Linked DNA regions of Gossypium hirsutum: region 1 is linked to region 2. Evidence: chromatin contacts called from public Hi-C data. All regions are on one chromosome and are shown on one strand. Each heading gives the region's core, a stretch centred on a gene start, on an enhancer-like site or on the middle of the called end of the contact. The rest is flanking DNA. Distances are from core to core; before and after follow the strand shown. Region 1 holds the start of LOC121212515 (transducin beta-like protein 3). Region 2 holds the start of LOC107895354 (NADH dehydrogenase [ubiquinone] iron-sulfur protein 6, mitochondrial).

Region 1 (5,712 bases), core at 481-2,980, 460 kb before region 2:
TTAGTGAATATACACCACCTAATTCTTATTCTAGCTCATAGAAATGTTCATGGGCCGGGTCAGGCCGGGTTCGGGTCGGGTTCAATTAAAAAATCATGCCCATTTATTGGGCTCGGGCCAGACCGGGTCAAAAAATGGGCCTAAAATTTTGCCCAAGCTCGACCCGGATAAAAATACTAAAACCCGGGCCCGGCCCGGCCCGCCCGTATTATTTTTATATTATTTTTAAATATATATAATACATCAAAAATACTAAAAATATCAAAATAAATATTTCCCAACAAATTGAAAATAAATTTTAAAAAATATGTAGACTTAAATAACACTAAGATAAATGCAACTTAACAAGCAAATGCTTCTAAAATAATAAAAAAATTAACAAACGCCTTTAAAATAATAAGAAAATTAACAATAAAATAAATTTTATACAATATTCAAACAATAACAACAAAATAGTAGCAACATAATAGTAAAATGGTAGGAAAATAAGGAGAAAACAACAAGAAAATAACATTCAAAAATTTTAAAAAAATGCAGATTTTTTTGTCTTTTAGTGAATTCGGGTCAGGCCGGGTCGGACCGGGTCCGGGCTAAAAATACTTTACCTGAGGCCTGACCCATTTTTTAAACGGGCCTTATTTTTTTGTCCAAGCCCATTTTTTGAGTCTATATTTTTGCCCAAACCCTTTCACATTTCGTACGGGCCTTTAGGCAGGACCGGGTAACCTGGCCCATGCACACCTCTATTTAGCTCCCATGAAATTCAATGCGGCCTTGCATGGGCTTATTTTATGAGCTCATTGACTGTCCAATTTTCATGGGCCGCTAGACCTCCTAAAGGGCTTTCTTCCACTGCAAATATCCAACAAAGTAATTAGTCAATATCCAAGTTTTAGTGACCCAACAATTTGAGCTTATATCTACTACTTTTTACACAATGTTTAATATTGATCATAACTCCTCCTCAATTATAATGCGTTGCAACACAATCGAATTTAATATTTTTATATTAACAACAATACTCATATTAATTAAATTAAGATTCAATTAACTTAATTTATGTATTTTTAATGTCTAGTGTTTCTTTTTTTTTTAAATTGATTTTTTAAATATTACAATTTCATCTACCATGTATACTTTTTTACTCATTAAAATTTGTCATTTTCTTGACACACAAAGAAATGATGAGCATTTCGTATTATTAAATGTAAATATATATTAAAATATAAAATATTTCTCATTGTTATTGAATTATAACAAAATAATGTAACGAAGAAGACAATATAAGTATAAAAGTAAAAATATCACCCACATTGTAATATAAAATTATAAATTAATACATAATATCTAACTATTTAGACATAATTATACTAGAATTTTTAATATTTCATCCAAATAAAATTATGTAGCATTACTATGATATAGTTTATTTAATTCATCACTAAATTTTAAATAGTTTTAAGTGAGTTTTTAAAATATAAATATTGTATGAAGTAAGTTATTGTATTAGTTTAATGCTAGTTTAAATAGATAATGTCATTAAAATTTAAGAAGGCTATTTGTCTAACCCATTATATCCAAGCTCCAAATATTATTCGAGTAGTAAGTACATAAACTCTTACCAAAAGGGCTTGATTGATACGATACGATACTCAAATGATTTAATTAAAATATTTTGAAGTTTGAAGATAATTTAGAATTTAAGCAGTAATATGAGGAGTTCTAATGCAATTAATCCAATCATAGATTAGAAAGGTTTTCTAAAATTTCGTTTTAACCATTCTCGACCCGCTCCAAACTCCCTTCTTTCTCACATACCCGCCGCCAAACAAGCCTCTCCCTCCCTTCCGGTCCCTGACCCAAGCCTTCTCTTGGCTTCAAGTTGCCGACTGGCCAGGAAACCAAATAAGGTAATTTTGAAACCCTAAACTTAAGTTAATATTGTGCATGAGTCATGGGATTTTGAGTTATTTGCATTACTTTGCTATATTTGATTTTCTGTTTTCAATCCTACTGCTTGCTACTTTGTCTCATCTATACTTTATCCCTTTACTTTGTTGAGAAGAAGGGTTTTTTCTTGAAGCTATCGGTTTAGAGGAAATAGCAGACCGTTGTCGCTGCTGTTTTCTGTTACACTGCTATTTGCGGTCACTATCCTCTGCTATTGATGTGAAACCGCTATTGTGGTTTCTCTGCGGAGGCAGAAGGTGCTGCTACTACGAAATAGCGGCTGTGGCACTGATACGCCACTGCTATTTGAAACTCTGCTAAAAGAAATCATTAAATTCTTTTTCTCACCTTTCAGAAAAGTAGAGAATAGAAAAAATGGCGTCAGCAACATTAAAAAAGAACTATCGCTGCTCTCAGTCGCTGCAACAGTTTTATAGTGGCGGCCCATTTGTGGTCTCATCAGATGGCTCTTTCATTGCTTGTTCGTGCGGTGAATCCATAAAGATTGTGGATTCATCAAATGCCTCCACGAAATTTACCATCGAGGCTGAGTCCAGTACCATCACGGCATTGGCTTTAAGTCCCAATGATAAGTTGTTATTCTCTGCTGGACATAGTAGGCAAATTAAGGTCTGGGACTTGGATACTTTCAAATGCCTGCGCTCTTGGAAGGTCAGGCTTTATTTATTTGTTTGCTTTTTTTTTTCCTAAATAATGTTATGAAGAATTTAAACTTGTTCTTTGGCTCTACAACTGTGAAGCCAAAAGGTGGGATTTGGTGTTAAAGCAAATTATGTCTTTGAAGAATTAAAAATGTGCCATTGTAATTTTGCTAGGAACGAAAGTTTAGCATGCTTTTGCTTAAATGAGGTAAGTATTTTGAATTAGTTCAATTAAACTGCATAGAAAAATTCAGTAGCAAAAGTAACAACGGAATGAAGCATTAATTATTATAATGATTTCTTTAAAATCGCATGACTTATAAAGTTCATATATTTTTCAGTCATATTATAATGAAGCTCTAATTGTTATAATGACTTGCCAAGTTCAAGTTAGCGGTCTTGTAACCAACATCAATTTCAGTGAATTGGTCTTAAAAGATACGCTAAACATGTGCGTTGGAATATATTCATTTCTTTGTACTTGAATGCCTTGAAACCTTGTTTTTTTTTTTTTTAAGTGAAGAAGAGTGACACATAAGAATGGATCCCAATTTTTACCTACCTTAGGACATCTTTAATTAGGTACAATGACATTTTATGATCCAAATCACTGATTTCACATTGAGGGGGAAACACAAAGTGGTTGTTAAATGTATAACATAAGTTTTATATTAGTATTAATTTATAGTTAATATTGTTATGTTCACAAACTTGGCAGAGCTTTTGGCTTTCTTTTTATTTTAATATTTATCTTTGAGTAGGGGCATGATGGTCCAGTAATGGGTATGGCTTGCCATGGCTCTGGTGGACTGCTTGCAACTTCAGGAGCTGATAGGAAAGTTCTTGTTTGGGATGTTGATGGTGGTTTCTGCACTCATTACTTTAAAGGTCATAAAGGTGTTGTGACTAGTATCATGTTTCATCCTGATGTAAATAAAAGCCTTGTAAGTAGTACCTCAGTCTATTTAGACTGCCTTTTTTTTCTTTTTGACCCTTGTGCTAGCAATTGGTTTATGCTTTTTAAATGTAATCTGTCTGAGCCTTTTTCCTTGTTCCTGTAGCTTTTCTCTGGAAGCGATGACACTACTGTACGGGTCTGGGATCTTCTAGCGAAAAAGTGTGTTGCAGTGCTAGAAAAACATTTCTCAGCAGTTTCTTCTATGGCTGTGTCAGAAGATGGATGGACGTTGCTAACTGCAGGAAGAGATAAGGTAGGGGCAAAGTTCCTTCGATCTTGATATAATTATTTTATAAAACGTCTATTATACAGATTTAAAAATAAATATTTGTAATCAATCTTTTTGTAGTTGTGATTTTGTGTCATTGTATGCATATAGTAACACTACTAAACAGCGAGAATTTCCTGTAAATGCCACTAAGACTTTTGACAGCTTTAATGCTTTTTGCGAACCTTTTAGATTATTTTAAATTGTGGTTTTTGATTCTCCTATATTTTTATCCCTTCAATTGTTTCGTTTAACCTTGTCAAGTTTCTTCTTCGGTCTGATGTCTATCTAGTCTCTACTATAATATTTTGGAGTATCTTCCTAATGCTTTGTACTTCTAGGGATTTGTGTTTACATTTGCCTAAATTCTTTTCTAGTATATTTTTGATTCTTCTATATTTTTATCCCTTCAATTGTTTCTTTTAACCTTATCAAATTTCTTCTTTAGTCTGATGTCTCGGTAGTCTTTACTATAATATGTTGGAGTATCTTGCTAATGCTTTGTACATCTAGGAATTTGTGTTTATATTTGCCTAAATTCTTGGGTGCTTTGCTTTATGTTATGTTTGACTGGAGTGTATTCCGCTTTTTTCTTCTAAACTGAAGAAAGTTGACCAATCATTTGTAGCAATTCAGCTGCATTATCAAATTTTCAACCAGAAAGCTTTTCTTTGTCATCTCAGGTTGTAAATTTATGGGACCTTCTTGACTATAGATGCAAGAGTACAATACCTACTTATGAGGTGCTTGAAGCTGTTTGTGTAGTTTATTCTGGGAGTCGGTTTGCCTCGTCTCTGGGTGCATTCCTCCAGCAAAGTGGAAAGAAGAAAAGCAGATCGACCGGAATTTATTTTATCGCAGCTGGTGAACGTGGAATTGTACGCATCTGGACCTCTGAAGGGTAATAAAATGGAATTATTATTGTACTTCCTTTTTAAAAAAAAATCTTGCTGAGGATACCTGTCTTCAATTTAACATGTGCAAAATAAATTTATTTATTTCCGTTTGTGATTCTTTTGGTATCCCCTATGAAGATACATGTCTTTGCATTTATATATACTAAATAAATCTTATTTTTATCATTTACTTTGACAGTGCAGTTTTCTTGTATGAGCAAAAGTCCTCAGATGTTACTATTAGCTCAGCCGAGGATGAAGATTCAACAAGGGGTTTCATTAGTGCTGTTATGCTGCCCTTGGATCAAGGATTGCTTTGTGTGACAGCTGATCAGCAGTTTCTCTTTTATTCTCCAGCGGAGCATCTAGAAGAAAAGTGGTCTTTAAAATTGACCAAAAGGCTTGTGGGTTTCAACGATGAGATTGTGGATATGAAGTTTCTTGATGAAGAGGAACAATATCTAGCTGTTGCTACAAATCTTGAACAGGTGCTGTAGTAAGCTTGCTGGTGGTGCATTTTGACATAGTGCTACACAGGAATTAGTTATCTCGATATTTAATGATTCAATTGTTAGCTTGATTTCAAATTTGGATTTAATTGTGCTCCTTGTTGGGCCTTTTCCTTCTTCTGTACCCAGTAATATTTGATTGATCTCTGCTGGAATTTCTTATCGGGATTTATTTTGTTAATGTGTTTCTCCTTCAATGGGTTTGCTGTGTGCCTATATAACTTTACAGACATTTGATGTCTATGAATTTATGCGGATGAAAGTGTAAATGTCAAATTTGTATTAATTTACTCATATGCAGGTTCGAGTGTATGACCTTTCCTCCATGTCATGTTCCTATGTTTTGGCTGGTCATACTGATACTATTCTATGCCTTGATACATCTATATCAAGTAATGGAAGAAGACTTATTCTAACTGGGAGTAAGGACAATAGTGTACGGTTTTTCTTCTTTCTCACTTGTGCATAT
Region 2 (6,172 bases), core at 1,908-4,407:
TATTTTTAGCTATTTATTTTATGTAAAAAAAATTGATCATTAAATATATATTAATATAAATAATATTTTATATCAATAATATGATAATCCCCTTTGCCCGGGGAAGGTGTACGCTTCAAACTGCTAAAGCTGCACCTAGACAAGTACATAGCTCAGGGCTTAGGCTGTGTCGAGAAAACCTGGCGAATATTTTCAAAAAGCAGTAGCACACAGTGATGATATGTTAAGAAAAGATGCAGCTAAAACTAAAGGATTTTGGGGAAGGGAAATAGCCAAACTTGTGGTTAGCGTTGAAGGTGTTTATGGGAGCGAGAAATGTGTGCTTGACCCCACCCCATTTCGTGAAGTGGTGGATTATAAGGTTGCAGAACATCAACAGAGAAGAAAACTGGTTGCCGTCGATAGAGGTCCAAATCGTGTGATCCAATTAATATTGCCACTATTTTCAAGTTGGTATTGGCATACCAGGGAAGAGTCTTGGCACTTTCCTACTGAGCTTTAACATATTCGATGCTGAAGTTGGTCGTAGGTTTATTATTTGTTTAAATTGTCTCTGAACTGAGAGGGGTCGATGGAGCTAGCTGACCCTAGCAGAATGCAATTCCAATGCAACATGAAATGAGCTTTCAGAAACCCAATGCCTGCCTTGATTTAGGTTCTAACTACTTAGCGGGTCTTTGTTTTATAAGCTTAGGACAAAATTTGTATCAACAATTCAATCCTAGTGCAAGTATAATTGAGTTTACTTGTGTTAAATATTGCCAAGTCTAGCGAAACTCTGAGCTACACCGATAGTCATCAGTTTCTACCAAAGAACTTAAAGGGGAGCGCTGTAGAATCCTGAGTGGGAGGAAACTCTTTTTTATAATTTTCATTTCTTTTATGTACAATTAACCTTCTTAAAAACATTATCAGTATAACTTGACATGAAAGTAAGCTCCCAAAATATCAAGCATGCATGCACTCTCTTGCACTTGTCAAATGAACAATATAGGCATAGTCTTCACATGAAAATGTGAAAGGGCTTTCGTGTCTCCTCGATCTCACTATGATTACTGATAAGAAGGAAGAAGTAAGAAAATAAATCAAGCCTGGAAATATATGATATTAACTCAATTATGCAAATGGAAGATTAGACCATAGATGTTCAAATTTACTTTCGAAATATCTTCTCAAATGAGAACTTCAAACACTTAATATGTGAAAAAGAAAAAAAAAACATCACTAAAATGGGTTCATCAAATTTGTTACCAACAACCTGAAACAGAGAAAAGTGCCCCATGGGTACAGCAAAATAAAAATTGTCCCAACAGCCTGAGAAGAACAAAACAAGTAGTTTCTAGTGATGGTGCTCTTGAACGTAGCGTAGGCCACAATACTTGCATACAGCAGGCTCTTTCAAGTCAAGGCATATGAATTCAATTGGGTGTCCCAAAGCAGGATCATTATCTAATACCAACAAAGACCAGGAAAACTTGTGTGTATCAGCTAAAAGATTCATGCAACATTATGTAGGGTTTATCATCTTATGTATTTATTTATGCCTTGGATTTTTCTTAGTTTTACCTGTCAGTGAGCAAAGTTTAGACGAGTTAAAATTAAATATTTATCTTTAGAGAATAACAAAATGGATGACTTCACTTGATTTGAAACTACATTTCAGTAACACATCTTAGCCATTTGCTCTTTAATAAAATATGATTTTAGGTTATCTATTGTGCCAGTACATAATTTAACTACTAATAAGCTTGTTCCCCGAGTACAAGGAAAATAAGGATCAGGACTAACCTCCTTCACAAGCTACAATCCGGCCTTCAACCTTGATCGGAGGGACTTCATTGATCAACTCCATAGGAGATTTCTTGCTTGAATCCTGCAAATTTGGAAAAAGAAAACAACAAAATAAAATAAATAAGAAAGCTTAATTTCTTCATTTCATTGCCCTCTTGTATTTTGAGAGGCAAAGGCCAATCGATTAATGATCGTTTTTTGCATGATCAGAAACATACTAACTTACTAAGTTAGTGGACTGGACTTTACCCTATCACTAACCATTTTTCTTAAGCACTTATAGGCATGACAAATTAACGAAAGTTACAAGGTAACCATGTTGAGACACACCTATTCTTACGCCAAATCCATGTCTATGAACCAAGGTATTCACGCATATGGTTAAAGTAAAAAGCAGTATAATCAAGAATATTTAACACTTTAAAGCTTTCTTCAAAATCAAAGAACTAAATTAGTGGGAAACAAAGATTGCATAAGTAAAACCAGAAAACATCCGCAGAGTATTCTACTTTGTTCATAAACAAAAAATAATCAACGCTTAAAAGCCACTTCATGTGCTTCAAAACGTAGGTAACAATAATCTGCCAGCATCTTCAATAATTCAAATTACCCAACAGGATGTAGAACACTTAACAAACAACAACAAGTAGACTCAAAAAATTGAAAGTTTTCAAAAGGGCTTCAAGCCTTCAGCGTACTCAATTTACTGAGTTAAGCACCAAAAACAATAAAAATATAAGGAAATTCCTGGATAAATAACTAGATAATCCGTCAAAGACAATAATTTCCAATTTTTAGTAAAACTTTCTTTTGAGAAAGTAAAATTACTTATTTTTTCTTTTCCGATAACTAAAATTTACGCTTGTCAGCTGAAATCAACGAAACCAAACATATTATTACGTCAAGAACCTGATAACGGAATTCAGATTCAGATTCTACAAGAACATTAAAAAACCAGAATGAATTATCAATTAAAGTTCCGATATTCATTTGTTTATAATAGTTTCAAGTAAAGCCCATAAAGGCCTAAAGCATAGCCCCAATCTTCCATAAATTTCAGAAGAAAATGGATAAAAAAAAAAGAGTGAAAATCTGGGATTAAGTACCTGCATCCATTTCGCAGTGTGATTGCTGATTTGGCTGCTAACAAGGCTGAAATTACGAGTCGTAGATCCCAAATACGATGACCTGATTAGGGTTCTCAGAACACCCGAATACGCCATTTTTTTTTTATAAAAAAAGGGGAATTTTCTTCTCTTCTTTTTTCTGGGTAATGAAATTCGAAGTCGGGACGGTGGAGATTCGAAAGAGCTAAAATATTGGTTAAAGGGCCTTCAAACGAAGATTGTTGGGCTCGGTCTTTGTGGATGGATGCTAAGCCCATTCTAAACATCAAATTAGCAAAATGAAAACAAAGCACAGTTTATACTTCCTAATTATATTTCAAAAGAAATTATATCAACTTGTACGTGACTCAATTGTAAATGTATTTATTAATACATGATATTAACGAAGATGGAGAGGGGGATAGTGTCAAGGAAGACTGATTTACCCTTGTTGGGGTTGAGAGCCGGAAAAGTTAGGAGGTTAGGCGAAGGTCGTTAAGAACTTAGCATATAACACTATGTTTGGTTGGAGGGAATGGCTATTCCATTCCCTCCTTATTCTTTGATGACTAGTAATGCTTTTGTTTGGTTCACCGTTTCTTCATTCGGCCGTATTACTTAAAGCGTTTCTATTCCCTCAAACGCGTAATAGGGATTCAGCGCTGAAAGCTTGGAATGGCTATTCCGACCATCGCCGAATAGAAATGAAGAAAATTCTTCCCAAAATCTCCTTCAGACTTTCTTTGCAAATGCGTTCAAAATTGCTTCTTTTATTACAACAATACACTTTCAGGTTAGCAGATTTTTCTTTTAAGTTTAATTTCGTTTGGTTTATGTTCTTCAATAATCAAATTTTGTTTTATAAGGGTTTTGGTGATGGGTTTTCTTTAAAATTTCTAAAAAAAATAAGCTACAACTCAACTCCCAAATCTCTGCCTTTTGGGGGAGATGATGTTTCGTTTTCTCTTATGGGAAACCTACGGACTAGAATTGAATTGCAGAGAGTCAATCGTAATCATCATATCGATATCTTCTTCTTAATCCTTGTTTTATTATTTCGATTTTGCTGCTGGAGATGACAAATATAAACTAATTAATGGAGGAGATAACTCAAATTTTGATGAATTTCTATTGTCTGTAATACCCACGCATATCCCTTTTGCAATATTTTTCGTTCTTTAAATCAGAGTTTTATTCCCAAATTTCTTACTAATAATAACTTAATTTTCATTATTATATTTTACAGTATTTCAGATTTGGAGATATGGTGCAACAAAAGAAAATTTATTAAGAAATATACATTATAGTGCTTTGGAGCAGATACAAATTGAAGTCCAGACACTAGAGGGTCAAATGGAACCAGAAGTTCTGCTAACGGGCAGTATAGATGGCTCCTTCAGGTATAAATGGAGTTGGAAATAGATATAGATGTATCTGCATCCTCTTCCAAGTACAGGATGCCTTCGATTTTCTATTATTGTACTATAAATTCTAGTACTTTAGTTGGATCTACAACTCAGTGATGTCAGTTTTTCAGCTTCAATGTTCTGTTTTTATGAGCTTGTTAACAAAATTTAGGTCAGGGTTGAAAGCTGAAATTGGAATATTCTTTCCTAGGATATTATTCTCCGACATGAATCAGTGCAGTGCTTAATTGGCATCATTAAGTCAATGGGAGCTTGGATGGATCAAGAGCTGAAGATAGGTGATTCTGACTTGTCTAGAAGCTTCGAGAGTGACCCTTCATCAGAGAGACCTTCAACCTCGATTGTAGAAAATGGAGTTGTCCCTGATTGTGAGTTGCATCCAGAAATGAATTTTGAATTGTCAGATACTGCTACGCTTGAGCAACGCCGGGCTTACAAGATTGAACTCCAAGTCGGTAATTTTTTTATGTTGGGATAAGTATGAGTGGTTCTTCAAGTAGCAGTTACTTATCTAGTACTGAAACTGTCACAGAGGGCCGCCTAAATATATCATTATAATTTGCCGTATTACTATTGACTTCTCTTAAGTCATGTAATTTTATGTAGCGTAATTTTATGTGTAGCTCTCATTTTCTTTTACAAGCTTAGTTTTACTGACCAACTTTACTGGGTTAAATGCAGAAAGGTGGCTCATTATTTAACAGGAATCCTTCCAAAGGCATCAAGTTTCTTATAAATATATGCAGATGAGAGCTTTATTGCCTGATAGACCACGCTTTTCTTCAGCCAAGTTAAATAGTTGCATGACTATTTCATTCTTGAGATATTCCAATGGAAGCACAAAGTGTTTCTGATCCACATTGTATACAACAAAATCGCCCTACTCAATTGTTGTCGACGTGTTGCAACTGTTTGCGCCAGTATCTAAGGTGGCACTTGATGGTGTGATCCTCTTTCTCCTGATTGTAGCCATTTTTTGCCATTTTCTTACTAACTTGATAAGCTTCTTAGCGCTGACCATCTTGCTTTGCTCTAAGGTTAATAGGAAAGAACTCCAAGATTTAGGCTTGAAACTCTTCTAGATATAAAGCAATGGAAATTTGATGAATATATAACTAGAAGGTGAGAGACAGTCCCTTTAATGAACAGTACAATACCGGTATTCATTGGAAACAAAGACGTGGTAGGTAGATATGTATAGTCTGCAAGGTGACCATGTTTGTTTTTATTGGATGATTAACCCCCAGCAAAGTTGATCATATATAGAAGTTCATATATACATCTTTATGTAACTTCCAAGTGGTTTAACAACAATAAGGTCCAGTAATGAAAGTGGTCAGATGATCCACATGTTCTGGATTGATGAGTTTTTATGATTTCTGAAACAGATTTTGCCCCTTAAAGATTGTTTATCTCTAGGCTGTTATGCTTTTAAATTGTCTTTTGTCTAAATCTACTCCGCATTTATCTGTCTGTTAATTGCTTTAAGAGATTATGGGGTCAAATATATGCTTAAATCTGTTTGAGCTGCCTTTTCTTGATAACTATTATAACTAGATAGACATAAAAAATATATGGTAAAAAGAACTCTTCAATTCCTCTCAATTTCGAATTGAGCAAATTGGTCCTTCTAAGAAAATCAAAGCAATTTATTTCCTATCAATTTCGAAGGTTAGAAATTAAGGACAATTAATCATAGAGTTAATGTTTTCATGGATTATACATGATTTTGATTGGTCTAATAACAAATTTAGCCCTTATTGTTAATACATTCTATCAATTGGGTCCTAATTTAATAAATTTATCTTGCAACATTTGTGTAAATTTTGAAGTTGAATTTATTGAATT

What was found. A called contact is a pair of places that touch in the nucleus more often than the background predicts.
Region 1: a Hi-C map of leaf shows a contact between it and region 2, with 4 times the contacts expected there. The contact joins the promoter of LOC121212515 here to the promoter of LOC107895354 in region 2. A contact is called at or near these places in 2 of 34 Hi-C or Micro-C datasets (both in leaf).

Annotation. Positions count from the first base shown.
Region 1 is chrA13:100,303,409-100,309,120 of Gossypium_hirsutum_v2.1, reverse strand. It overlaps LOC121212515 (transducin beta-like protein 3), which reads left to right and starts at 1,730. Exons shown (of 15, transcript XM_041085423.1): 1 at 1,730-1,910; 2 at 2,306-2,622; 3 at 3,374-3,556; 4 at 3,674-3,823; 5 at 4,522-4,739; 6 at 4,934-5,222; 7 at 5,545-5,679. The coding sequence starts at 2,326.
Region 2 is chrA13:99,846,156-99,852,327 of Gossypium_hirsutum_v2.1, reverse strand. It overlaps LOC107895354 (NADH dehydrogenase [ubiquinone] iron-sulfur protein 6, mitochondrial), which reads right to left and starts at 3,157. Exons shown (of 3, transcript XM_016820666.2): 1 at 2,898-3,157; 2 at 1,789-1,873; 3 at 1,133-1,449. The coding sequence starts at 3,014. The coding sequence ends at 1,340. LOC107895355 (a long non-coding RNA gene) reads left to right here and starts at 3,471. Exons shown (of 4, transcript XR_001683494.2): 1 at 3,471-3,690; 2 at 4,144-4,297; 3 at 4,515-5,446.